2 separate regions of the Zea mays genome follow, and region 2 is linked to region 1. The links are chromatin contacts, called in public Hi-C maps. All regions are on one chromosome and are shown on one strand. The core of a region is the stretch at or near the end of the contact, and the rest is flanking DNA. Distances in the headings are between cores, read along the strand shown.

Region 1 (6,694 bases), core at 2,272-4,771:
CGGTTCTCTGCGCACTTGTTTTACTTGGAGATCTTGGCATCTGCATCTGCATCTGCTGGAGGAAAAGCAGGCAGCCGCGAGTGCCCGTCCGACGCAAAAGCTGCCCCCTCCGACGCGAAAGTTGCGGCGGGTGAGTTGGAAAGTCGCCGGCGACGTCGCTGTACCGGGCCGAGAAAATTCGGTTGGGTCGCCGGAGGAGAGTGACGGCAACGGGCTGCTAGACTAGACTGGATGGGTCCGGACGATCAGGCATCCATTAATTCGTCGGCGGATTCGTGACCGTGAGAGCATTGTTCCAGATCGAGTTCCATTTCCATGTGGGATAGGATAGTGCAGTGCAGTGCAGCCTCCCTCCCGGTGGCTGATTTTGAATGTGCAGAGAAACGAGGCGTCTCCCGCGTACACCGTGGCTGTGGGCAGAGCGAGATAAGCATGGCGAGCTAGCGTTTTTGTTTTTGGTTTAGCAGTGGCCAAGTTTTAGTGGGGAATCGGTTGTTTTGTCTGTGCTCCGGCGGCGGTGCAATCTGAACCGTTCGATGGCAGGAATAGATTCGGCCATCGAAGATTAAGGATAAAAGCAAAAGATAAGAACAATTCCATGCTTCCCACCCATGATTAGTAGTACTGCTACTGTGTAATCTAACCTTATTAGGCTAACACTAGCAGGGCTAAATTAGGTAGTACAATGGCATCGCACCAGGACAAGTAGCAGTCTGTACAGTGTTCAGACTATCTCATCTGTAGAGACAGCGGCTGTATGCCTGTATCATCTGTAATTAGATTACACTTTTTCCCCTGAGATCATGACTCTTTCTTTCTTTCTTTCCTGGAACCTGGCCGGATCGGATAGAGAGATTTGGTGGGAAGACCGGCCGTAAGAGTGACAGAGAATCAAGTAAGCACCATGAGCGGGACCAAAAAAAAAAAAAAAAAGATCCGCACCTAAAAGAAACATGTGTTAAAGACGGTATAGCTTTGTTACGCTGAACAACTCTAGTATAGAGTTTATCATGATGGGCAAAAGGAAACCAGTAGAGTTTATCTGAAACGAGAGGCGGACTGAACTTAACAGATGTAGCAGTCAGCACCACAGGTGCTGCATCAGCAGAGAGTTAGCTGGCTGGTGTACGTACATGCAAGCTGGAGTCTTAATTGGGAGTATAGCTAATTTCCAACACGCAGATATTTGCCCACGCATGCTCGCCCAACTTGTTCCACGATCGATGGATGGTCCACGTCCTGAACTTGGCATAAACGACAAGAGCTCTTATCGGTTGGGTTGGGAGTAACAAAAGCGAGGCGTGAGATAGACTGGGTGGTGGGTGCCCCAGCCAGAAACCGACGGGACGGTGATTAGTCGCATCACTGAGCCACACACGTGTCTAGGAAGAGCCGATTGACAGAATTAATAGTCAGCGGCCGACCTTTGCATAGCGGCCGGAACAGAATCCGAATTGCGCTCGTTCGTTTCGCTTTTACTTTCACCAAACGGCCTAGCACGCCAGTCACTGGCAGCAGAGTCTCGAGCAGGATCCAGCGGCGGCGGCGACCCCCCAGCATCCTCGCCGCCGACTAGCCCACCCGCGTGCCCCGTCGTCGGCCGTCACAAGCCTTTTTTTTCTTTTCCGCAGCTACACCAGCGACAGTAGTGTAAATGGGCCACCCGACACGGCCCAGCACGGGCTCACATAAAAAACCATGACATAGATTACATCGTGCTAGGCACACTAGCCACGACACAAATTAGATAGTGGGCCACAAGAGAGACCTACACATGGCCCATCAAGACAGTAATCAAACTGAAGCTGCTAATTCTGTTCACTGCATTCGGGTATTTCAATCTGAATCTGATTCCTACCGTTTCTAAACTATGAATCTATGATTTCTGCAGTTCCCGTCGTACACTGTATGGAGCGAGCAGGTCCTGGGCCAGCACTACCTGTCTGCAGGATCTAGATAAATCAACAGTGCTGTGTTTGGGCCAATCCTCATGCCCACGTGATGGCACGACACTACCCGACGTGTAATAGTGTCGTGCTTCGTCCCGACGAAAATGACACGGCATATGATGGTCTGGTCTCAGGCACGATTCATTGGCAACCTATAGATGCCACTCGGTTTCCTACTTTCCTGGATCCTGAAACTCGTGTATCTTCTAGGCCCTAGCTAAAGTTTAGTTCCTATCTCATCAACTATTTAAATATTAATTACAAATATTAAATAAAGACTTAATTAGGTTTAATAAGTCTATTTTATCTTTTAGTCAATATCTGTGTAATTAGTTTTATAATTAGACTAAAACATTCGATGCTAAATAAACTAAACTTTAGTTGGGGCAACCAAACACTCTAAGGCCTCGTTAGTTTTGGCTGGATAAGCCCATTCCGTGCCTCATTCCGGCAGGAACGAATCAGTCCAGTTTAGAATTTGGTCCAGTCTCCTAGAGTTGTTCGTTTAACAAACCCGCCTGATTTTAATTCCCATCCCTCAATCCTCGGCCCGGAACGAGTCCAGGTCACCTACCTTCCGGACTGGTTCCGAATCTGGAAACGAGCTGGTGACAGGAATGAGTGACAACCTATGATTCACTTGATCCTGGGCTGGCTTTGTTACTGACTGGTTTGGATCCTGGCTGCCGAACAGGGAAAGCGCGCTTAGTAGGGAGCCCGAGTGGCGAGAGACAGCGACGGCGAGGAAAAAGACGGACACACGGTTAGATCTCTGATCCCGAGGGGATTTGCGAACATGCTGCTGTCTGCCGGAACGATACGGGCGCAGTGGTTTTTGGGGCGCAAAGCTGCCACCAAAGGGTCCGTTGTTTATTTACGTAGATCTCTGACACGAACCGCAGCGCAGACTATGGAAGCAAGTGAAGGCGCCCTTCCAACCTCCAGGCTCCAGACGAGGACACGGCCGACCAGGCGACTTTCGTTTGCTTCTTGTACCGGCAGTGCTAGGCACTCACCCAGCTCCATCTCCGCCGCCGCTACCTCCGATTCACCTCGGCATGGAGAATCGCCTGCTCACAAGTCACCAGTCACCACCAAACAAATCAAGCCGGCCATCACTCGGCCATCCATGGCGGTGGTCCAGCAGGGCGCATCCTCGTGACACGGCGCCCTGCATGAAAACGAAGCTCGTGTCCCGGCATGTGATCAACACAACGACATGCATGTAATCGCTCTCCCTAGCTAATTGCCTAAATAATCGCTTGGTTTCAAGTACCGGCGGCCGGCATCACACGATCCCACCCGTGCCACTGCCCGCGCCACGGTCGTTGCATGGCGACAGTGACGCGGCCATTTTTAGGCGGCACAACAACCGCTCGCTGGTCCGTTTCTAGCGCCCGCCCGCAGTGTCGCCACGCTCGCGGCTCGCCCAAGGCAGCAAACGAGGGAGGAGCGGTGGATCCGCGGGCGGGCGGGCGGACAGCGGCACGTGGACGGGGATTCCCTGCCCACCTACATAACTGCCTGCCTCTGCCCCTTTTCAGCTTTCGCTGCCACTCGAAACGAGCGTCCACTCCACTGGATCGCTAGCTAGCTAGCTGGCGCAGGCTGTCCTCATGTTCCAAAAGTCTCGTCCCATGTGACTGACCCTCCGGTTCCAATTCCCATCCGTCTCCATGCCCCTCGCTCGTCCTCGCCCCGGCACAAGCTGCCCGCCCGGCTACTGCACAGCACCACTATATATAAAACCAAACTCCAGCAGGCGCCGGCGCCAAATCGCAAGAGCTAGCGAGAGCACGCACTGCTGGCGGCGCGGCTAAGACCGAGAGCCGCCGCGCACATTGTTCGCGCGAGGCCAGCCGCCGGTTGCATTGCATGGCGCAGCAGCTGCCGCCCAGGATCCCGACCGAGGTGCACCACTGGCCCGAGGGGGGCCAGCACGGCGCGGCGGCGGCGTGGGCGGACGACTTCGCCGAGTTCGCGGCGGCGCGGCGGGGCGCGCACCGCAGGTCGCTCAGCGACTCGGTCGCCTTCGTCGAGGTGGCGCCGGCCGACGGCGGGGCCGGCGAGTTCGACCGGCTCGACGACGACCAGCTCCTGTCCATGTTCCCACCCGACGAGGCCGGCGGAGGCGGGTCGTCCGCGGCCGGGTCCGAGAACGGCGGCAGCAGCGACAGCGACGGCGATAAGCGTGGCGCGCGCGGCGGCCCGGCGGGAGGCGCTCCCTCCACCGGCAGTGGCGGCGGCGAGCAGAACGGAGTCGTGGATGCGCAAGCGCCGGCGGCGACTGGAGGACAAGCTGCCGTCGTCGCCTCCACGGAGCTCATCCGGGACCCTAAGAGGGTGAAGAGGTGAGCCCGATCGAACGAGCTAGCACACCATGCGTGCGCCGCCCGTAATTGTGCGCAGGCAAACAATGCGTTTCTCCTGCAGGCGGTAGGTAATCCATCTTGATCTGTGGACTGAAACGCGGCCGGCGGGCTTGAAATTCTGGCAGGATCCTTGCCAACCGGCAGTCGGCTCAGAGGTCGCGGGTGAGGAAGCTGCAGTACATCTCCGAGCTCGAGCGCAGCGTCACAACACTGCAGGTACGTATACACGCACAATTACTATACATAATATCGATAGTACGTATATGAAGCTTCTACGACTGCATTCTTGCTCAGCGTAAATAATCCAATTATATTCTACCTTCAGCGTAAACACTAGCATGCATATAATAATGGACATTGCGCAAGAAATTACTACGTACATACATGTGCAATTGTGCAAGCACGATTTAGCAGCTCTCCGTCAAACGTCCTAGATCGATAAGGACGCGCGCGCATGCATGATGCATTTGCATCCATGCCGTGGAACAAAATGGTCTGAAAAAAAAAACTTCTCTTAGACGATTATGGCGGGAAGCTTCAGCTCGAGATGAGATGTTATTCGGTCTCTGCAAGCCCAGAAATTCTGATAGATTCAGCCATTGTAATAAGGGTACCCTGTTATTAATGTAAAAGAAAAGAAAGATAGAAGGAGCTAGATACACTGTCAAAAAAAGTCGTGTGCACCAACACTAAGCACCACCGCCGATTGTCAAGCCCAGACCTGCAAAACGACCCTACCTCTAGAACGTGCATTCTCACTTGATGCATCAACATCCCCTCACGACCGATATCATAATCCACGGACGTATATAGAGTAACTTCTCTTCGTTTCAGCACATGACATGCGTAGTAGGCGCCAACAGCAGGGGTAGATGGATGGATAGATAGATCGGCATGCAGCGCACAGTCTGGCTAGCATTAGCAATAGCAACAGCGTCGCGAGTGATGCCTTGCCCCCCATGTGCATGCGTGTGAAGGCCGGCCGGCCGGTATGGATCATAGAAGCAAAGCAATAAGGACGCGCTCTCCTAGCTTCTCCCGTGTCCTGTGCTGTGCATGCGCGCGGTACGTACCAAACCCCACGTAGTGCCATGATCCAAGCGCACATGCCTCTGCATCCTGCATGGCCTGGAGGTGGTCCCTGTGTGTCTCTCTCTGCGTGTGTGTGTGTGTGTCACCGTCTCACCGAGCTGGTAGAGAACGAACCTCCTCGCGCAAGATCCGGTCGCTTGGTTGGTAGTTAGCTAGCGTGTTACTGGTTGGACAGTACTGGCATTGCTTTTTACGCTTGGATGAATACAATAATATATATATTCATTATTGCTGCTATAGATGGCCAATAAGCACGAGACCCGTGAGCCCGGCACGAAGCCCACTTTTTGGACCCGGCCCGAGCCCGACACGGTACGAATAAGCGGGCGGGCTTGGACAGGAAACTAGGCACGGCGGGCAAGCCCGGCACGGCCCGTTAAGCCCGTTTTTTTACACTAAAACGTGCTTACCGACTCGTTTAGCCCGCTTTTCGGCCCGTTTTTCGTGCTAAACGGACCGACCCGGCCCGTTTAGGCCCGCTGCGGGCTGGACTTGGACAGAAAATTGAGCCTGCAGGCTCAGTAGGCCCGGCCCGGTTTTTGGTCGGGCTTCACCGGGCCCGGGCAGGGCCGGGCGGCCCGTGTGGCCATCTCTAATTGCTGCACATGCATGGCGCTAGCTAGCTTGGTATACAGATAGATCAAAGGTTCCGCAGTTAATTACTGTCCGGTTCTGCTAACTTGCTGCGGCCGCACACGCTGAGCCCTGTTCCAGACGACTCGATTCAGCCGCACATGTAGTACTGCACGTCTGCTGGAACCTGAAGCCAGAGTGCAAGGGGGGCGCAAAAAAAAATCTAGACCACTCCAAGAACATGCATGCATGGGAATAGTTTTTGGTTTTTGGTCTCGTCACCAGTGCCGCGTGTGAAGAATTTTGTCGGAGTTGCTTGCTTGCTTGCTATTGCTATTGCTATTGCTCTGCGAGGCGAGATGTTGTGTTGTTGTAACTTTGTAAACCGACCGTCTGTTTGCCCTGCGCCTGCCTGCAGAACGAGGTGTCGGTGCTGTCCCCTCGCGTGGCGTTTCTGGACCAGCAGCGGACCATACTGAGCGTCGGCAACAGCCACCTCAAGCAGCGGATCGCAGCTCTTGCCCAGGACAAGATTTTCAAGGACGGTAAGTACTGTACGTAGTAGTGCGTCTCATCTCATGCTTCGTAATTTCTCCGTCAGCTAATGGTCCGTATACTACCTACCCTATGTATATTTCTTCAGCTCATCAAGAGGAGCTCAAGAAGGAGATCCAGAGGCTGCGCCGGGTCTACGACCAGCAGAACCTC
Region 2 (6,694 bases), core at 2,231-4,730, 250 kb before region 1:
GACTACAACACAAATCTTCAGTACATGAGAAATTTAACTTGTACCACAAAAAAAATTCACTGTCAGTTGTAGTGATGCTCAGCAATACAAAACCAGAACCCGATAATATTTTCTTTCTTGCCTAAATCTGAATTGATTTTAAACCTTAGAAATTTCATGTGTGGTACTGGAAGCAGCTAACAACAAATGACTACCGCGCCAATTATTAAGTCTGGCACACAGATCATCTCTGAACTAAAAGCAAAGACTACTAAGACCAAAACCTCGCCACAAACTTTAGGAGCAAACAACGCTCTATTAGCTCCTTCGCCACAGAACTCGTCGCCTCGATTGGAGCATTTATTTTGGTCCCAAATAAAAACATAGCGTGAATAAAGAGGTCAGGTACCTTGAGGTTGCCACAGCAGGCGTAGGGGGCCTCCATGCAGGTGTCCCAGTCCTCCTCCTGGCAAATCCTGCACTCCATCACCTTCGTCGCCGAGCCGCTGCCTAGCCCGCGATGGCAGTACTCGACGTCCACCGTCTCTTGACGCAAATCGACCATCTGCTTCCCACCGCCGATCGCCGCCTCCAGCGTCGACTCTGTCAGCAGCCGGTCCACGATCAACGCGAGATGGTCGCCCATCAGTCCTGCGAGCACGTGATCCATGGTTTAGTTCACGGAAACAATGCCACCATCCTCGCGAATTGCAGACACTTGATGCAGAAAAGTAATCAAACGCAATCACAACTGACAGATTGAAATTGTGTTTGAAACATAGGTAAGAGTAACCAGATGCAGAAAACCATAATTCTTGGTCAGGTCTCAGCAAGAGAAGTTAAATAGATTCTAAAATTGACTCATAATTTTTTATCATTGTATTCTTGAGAAGTTAAATAGATTCTAAAATTGAGGCAACTATAGAGAGATTAGCTATAAGGATTATTTCAATCACAATCTCACATGCTGCATACAGAGAAACAAACTATTTTGACTTCCAAACCAGAATAAAGGGTAAGGTAGCTTATCTTACAAACTTGTACTGCTTGCATTTCTTCTGACTCTGTTACTGTCAGATGCGTGTGTTAGTCAATTCCAGAAAACACTCGGTGGACATTGCATCATCCTTTTGTCTATATGCCATGGACAAATATTGTGAATCAGAGAGAGCATGTTAGTAAGATCCTATATGTTGTTGGACTTACAGAAATATGTTATTTCACTCTGCTACATGTATAATGATAAACTTGAAATGCATACCCATACAAAGTAAGGACCAAAATACATCATATAACATCTTCTAATGCTACAGGTTTAAATCTACTGTCAACTTCTTGTGTTCTTCAAGCATGCGACACATACTATTGCAACAGGGAATTACAACTACCAACTTTCAATTCACTGTAAAAATAAATCCTTTTACACCAAGGTAAAGGTCTCAAGGTCCAAGTATGAGGGCAGCGCAAATAAACTACATAAACTATCTAGAGAGAGATTCTAAGGGGGCGATGAGCCCATCCCTAAAATCGAATGACCAAACACCAAGTTGCAATTTCGAACAAAGATAAGAGGAAGCTAAATACGGGATACAAAGAAATGCATTGGGTTCTAATACCTTTGCGACAACAAGTTGCAATTTCATGTCCATCCTCGGCCTTCAGTGCCCACCTTAGGTCGCCTTCCTGCTTGTCCTCTTCCACATGTCCCCCAACCTTCTACACGTGCCCCTGCAACTGTTGTTGTTGCTCTGCGGTGAGGAAGGAGACAGAAACAAAGATGCAAGTAGCACCCACTACTGCAAGGAGTGAGGCGAAAGCAAGCAGCCTAGCAATCGAAGTCAACCGGAATCAAACACGCGTGATTCGCCCACCGTTTGAAACGAATCACAAACACATGTAAAAGCCTTAGAAGATTCATTTTCGGAATAGCTGGTCGTTACCTTCGATTAGCTCGTCGTGACCACAAAGTGGTGCCCACCTTAGGTCGCCTTCCTGCTTGTCCTCTTCCACCTGTCCCCCAACCTTCTACACGTGCCCCTGCAACTGTTGTTGTTGCTATGCGGCGAGGAAGGAGACAGAAACAAAGATGCAAGTAGCACCCACTGCTGCAAGGAGTGAGGCGAAAGCAAGCAGCCTAGCAATCGAAGTCAACCGGAATCAAACACGCGTGATTCGCCCACCGTTTGAAACGAATCACAAACACATGTAAAAGCCTTAGAAGATTCATTTTCGGAATAGCTGGTCGTTACCTTCGATTAGCTCGTCGTGACCACAAAGTGGGCCCGCAGCTTTGGCTCCTGCGCCCCAGCTAGGATCTTGCCCACGAAGAGCTTGCGGCTCTCGCCGGCCTCCTCCTCGCCCCCGCCACCACCATTGCCGACGAACAGAGAAACCGTGAGCGCTAGGGTTTGGCGGGGAAGGGGAGCGAGAGGGGTTTTGTTGGTGCCTTGGTGGTGACTGTCACGAATAGAGAGAGAGAGAGATAGAGTGAGCGCTAGGGTTTGGGGGAGGGGGTAGCGAGAGGGGTTTTGGTGGCGGTGTGGGGGCAGCCGTGGAGGTGTTCATGTGCCGATGGGATCCGGGCATCGCGAGCGGGATGAGAGGATAACGACTGGCTTGACATCGCGAGCGGCGCCGGCGCGGGATGGAGGTTTTTCGTCACCGAGCTTACCAGGGGAGCGCGGCGCGAGAAGCGAATCCATGGACAGAGCGGCAGTGGACGACGTGCGGAGGAAGCGTGGGGGAGGCGGGGGAGACGGGCGTAGCGGGGGATTCGCGGCGTGGGGGGCGAGCGTGATCCGAGGGCGTGAGCGGATTTGCGACGTGGGGGGCGAGGGGAATCGCGGCGGCGGGGGGCGAGGGGAATCTCGCGGCGGGGGGTGAGGGGGATCGCGGCGACGGGGGCAGTCAACGTGCGCGGATCGTGCGCGTGATCCGCGGACGTTAGAGAATCGCGGCGGGGGCGGGCAGGAGGGGATGAGGCGGGGGCAGTCTACACTGCCCCCTTAATAGTTAGTAGAGATTTTTATAGAAAAAATCATCGGGTTCCTACAGGAACGAGGATGGCCCAGTCCACGTTAATCTATTGGGGGAGAATTTTTTCCTGTTTATATTCCCTCGAGGGAAAAAACTTTTCCATTCCTAACTTTTTTGCTAGTTTTGGAACTCTATTTTCTTAAGAAAAAATAAATTAATTTATTTTAGGAAAATGAAAATCTCATTAAAAATGATGTTTTCAAACTGATATTAATGGAAAAATACTCCGTGAAGAATTGAGGATGGGATCTCCATCGCCATCTCCGTTCGACGGAGGAGCCATGCCCGTCCGCGCATGGGCCAACCCAACCTGCATGACGGACTCATGCGGCCGGCCCGCCCCAGCCCAAGCCAGGCCAATTTCACGCAGGATCAGTCGCAACGACGAACCACCGGTTGCCACACCCGGCCCAGCACAGGCGTAGGGTTTATTGGCATCTGTCTCCTGTCGCGCCGGCCACCACAGCGCAGAAGAACACAGCACCCGCCTGCCTCGCCGCCGCAATGGCCGCCGCCGCCTCCGCTGCGAGATCCTTCCTCCGGTCCAGCGGCTCATCGTCTCTCCGCAGCGCGGTGGCCAGAGCCGCCTCGCGTGCGGGACCGGGACCGGCTCCGCTGCCGAGGCGGATGCCCACCTCTGCCCCCCGTGTACTCCTAAGGTGTGTACTATCTTAGGTTTTGGGTCTGTGGAGCCGTCGTATTTTTGTTTTGCTCCGTTTGAATATGTTACTCAGACGTATTATTTTCTGTTGTTTCGTTCTGTAGGTCGCCGGTGGAAATGAGCAGCGTGTGTCTGGAGTCCTTGATGCCCATGCACAGCGCCACGGCTTCAGCGCTCATGACGTCGCTTCTCGCCGCCCCGGCTTGCAAGGGATTCGGTTGGCTATCAGAAGGTGGTTTCCCATGGCCTCAGTTTCATTTCCTCGTGTCGCAATGTTAGATTAATTTGTTATTTACCATATTTGCTTGTTGGCACATAGGAGATAGCTTATGCCCCATCACAATTCATACGTGCACCCGTTTTCCTTTGTGGATGCATATCTTTTTAGACCATCAATTCAGTGATAAGAATTTGATGTTTTGGGGGGTGGGGGGGGGGGGGGGGGGGGAGGGGTAATTTTGGTCTCAAGCATCATGTTTGCTGCAACAAATTTAACAAGCCAAGTCAAGCATCATGTAGCATTTGTAGGATGTCCTAAAAATCTGTATATACATTACTTAATGTATATCTACCTTACATCAGATCACTAGACATAAAACCAGGTTCCTAGGTTTGTGTCTATATGTATTTTTAGTTTGCCTTGAGTATCCGTCTTGTTACCACCATGGAAACCATACACATTTTCGAATTAAAACTGAAATATGGTAACGAAGTTTTGTATTGAAATTAATCTTATACTTTCCACATGGTCCTTGTTGTAGGTCAAGCTGAAACTAGATGAACTTCATGGGACCCAAAAGGTGAACACTTTTTATAGATCCCACCAATAATGACTGTTGATGGCTAGATTCCATCACTATTTCACGCGTCGGAATGATTTGTGGAAAGAAGAGCCCACTATCTTCATCTTATGGAACTTGCCTTAAAGTCATCTATTGACTATTGTGCACTTGCACATTAGCATGTACAATATGGAACAAAAGAAGTCTGCATTTTCATGAGCCATACATTGTATTGAGCCACATATTTTTATTGTTCCTTTTGGAACTGCAAAATGCACCTAGCGCTGCTGTGCCACGATCGTTGTGCCGTGTCTAAGATTCCCATTGTCACTTTGAGCGATCTTTTATTGAAGTTCTGGACCTTTTGGCAATATGAGAGATTTCTTTCCTGGGTCGACTTTTGCCTATGGTTTGCTGAAGTCGAACTATTGATGGGTTTACAAATAGCGTTTATAAATTTGAATACAACGTCATCATTAATTACAAATTTGAGGAAAAAAAGAGACTGATTCTTTTGTATTGGTCCAGCTGGTAATGATGACGTGTGACGGTCTCTAGATGGGAATTAGCAGATTATTATCCCGTCACCTCAGATCTTCAGGTCCGTTCCGATTTTAAGGAACATCCATGACATGATACGTTTATTACAATTTTCTAGCAAATTTCTGTTTTCTTACAAAATGTCCTCTGTGGTAGCTGATTCTGATAGGCATAGCGTGCAATAATGATGTTTATTTCTCCAATAAGGGCTAGTTGGGGAACTCCAATTTTTTGAGGGATTTTCGTTTTCCCAAGGGAAAATGAACTAATTTCCCTTGAAAAAAATGAAAATCCCTTGGGAAAATGTTGTTCCCAAACTAGCTCTAAATATTATGTTACCTCAGTTGTATTTGTTTTCTTGACTTTATTGCATCTCTATAGGCCTGTGATTAGTGCGATGGAGGTCAACTTGGATGAAGACTAGACTGCTATTTATTTTGCCATCTCTGTTGCCTTGGTTTTGCCCATTATAAATGGAACATAGAGCAATGTAGCTTTCGTCGCTGTTAATTTATATGATGTTATTCTAGAGCTTGAGCCCAGATTATTGTGTTTCTATTTGTAGATGGATGATTTGTCGTTACTGGAGATCTGCAGTGATGGTATCTTGTCTGGATTATGGATACCTCGTGAATTTAAAGTACTTGGTTGGCGTCTCAGTTAACATGTTTTGTGCTCTGGGATTGCAGTTTGTATGAAATTTGCAGAATTGATCCTGAGATTTATTTTGGCTGGTTAGCTGTCAAAAAGACTTTGGTCTTGACGACTTGCCTGATCAAGTAGATCTGGAATGAATAAACTTAATAGAAGGGTTTTCACACCTTTTGCGTTTTAGTCTAAGCGTAGTATGTTCAAATGCTGATTGAGCTTCAAAATTATCTCAATCCACATGGTTTCTTGACGTGGAGGTGATCTTCACCTTATGCGCATCCGGTGAATCCTTCCCACGGTAGGCCTCTTCCGGTTACAGAGTGTAGTTTACTTCAGTTGTGACATTAAGTCAAATTACACCAGCTTAGTTCAAATTTATTGAAAAATTCATCGTCTATAACATAATATTGTTTTCATCAAGTTTCTTAGTGCAATTATTTAAACTTGTAGATTCAATATATATTTTTTTCTCAAAAGAATCCTATGTTTAGCTATCAAACTATCGCCGGAGTCTCATTTTGATCATGTAACTTCAAAACTGGTATGTTCGACCATTGGACTATCAAAACCGACAACTTTGGGCCTTTGATTGGTTTTAGGTGTGGTTTGCCTATCCATTTTTTAATAATAATAACAACATATATGGCTAAATATCTAAAAGCAATAGCTAATTCATTTTAAATAAGAAATCAGTACCAATTTTTCTTCTAAAATTCAATTTATCCATTTGTGCTCTATTTAGAGCTCTTTATTGTTTTTATTGCTAGTATTTTATTGCTCATAGTTGTGCTTTCATTTATTTTGAATGTACGTTCGACGTCCCGTTTTATCAGGAACCTATTTTGTTACCTGTTTAAGTGATTAAATAAAGTAAATCCAATAATCCATGAAATGTCTAGATATGGTGGAGAATGTAATGTGTGAGGTTAGTGTCGCCTCGTACTCGAACCATCGGAACCATTTTGGTTGTATAGTCTAATGTAGCACAAAACAATAAGATTCCGATTTGGAGGGTTTCACTTCAAAAATTGCAGCTTCAGTTTTT

Evidence for each region. Hi-C and Micro-C count contacts between places; a contact is called where the count stands out from the background.
Region 2: a Hi-C map of tassel shows a contact between it and region 1, with 4 times the contacts expected there. The contact joins the promoter of LOC100276149 here to the promoter of LOC103636641 in region 1. A contact is called at or near these places in 3 of 25 Hi-C or Micro-C datasets (ear, leaf and tassel).

The regions. Positions count from the first base shown.
Region 1 is chr8:180,418,640-180,425,333 of Zm-B73-REFERENCE-NAM-5.0, reverse strand. It overlaps LOC103636641 (basic leucine zipper 6), which reads left to right and starts at 3,521. Exons shown (of 4, transcript XM_008658997.4): 1 at 3,521-4,300; 2 at 4,447-4,537; 3 at 6,405-6,531; 4 at 6,630-6,694. The coding sequence starts at 3,825.
Region 2 is chr8:180,667,955-180,674,648 of Zm-B73-REFERENCE-NAM-5.0, reverse strand. LOC100276149 (Protein NUCLEAR FUSION DEFECTIVE 6 chloroplastic/mitochondrial) reads left to right here and starts at 3,480. Exons shown (of 4, transcript NM_001159440.1): 1 at 3,480-3,674; 2 at 3,781-3,908; 3 at 4,438-4,476; 4 at 5,380-5,693. The coding sequence starts at 3,520. The coding sequence ends at 4,457.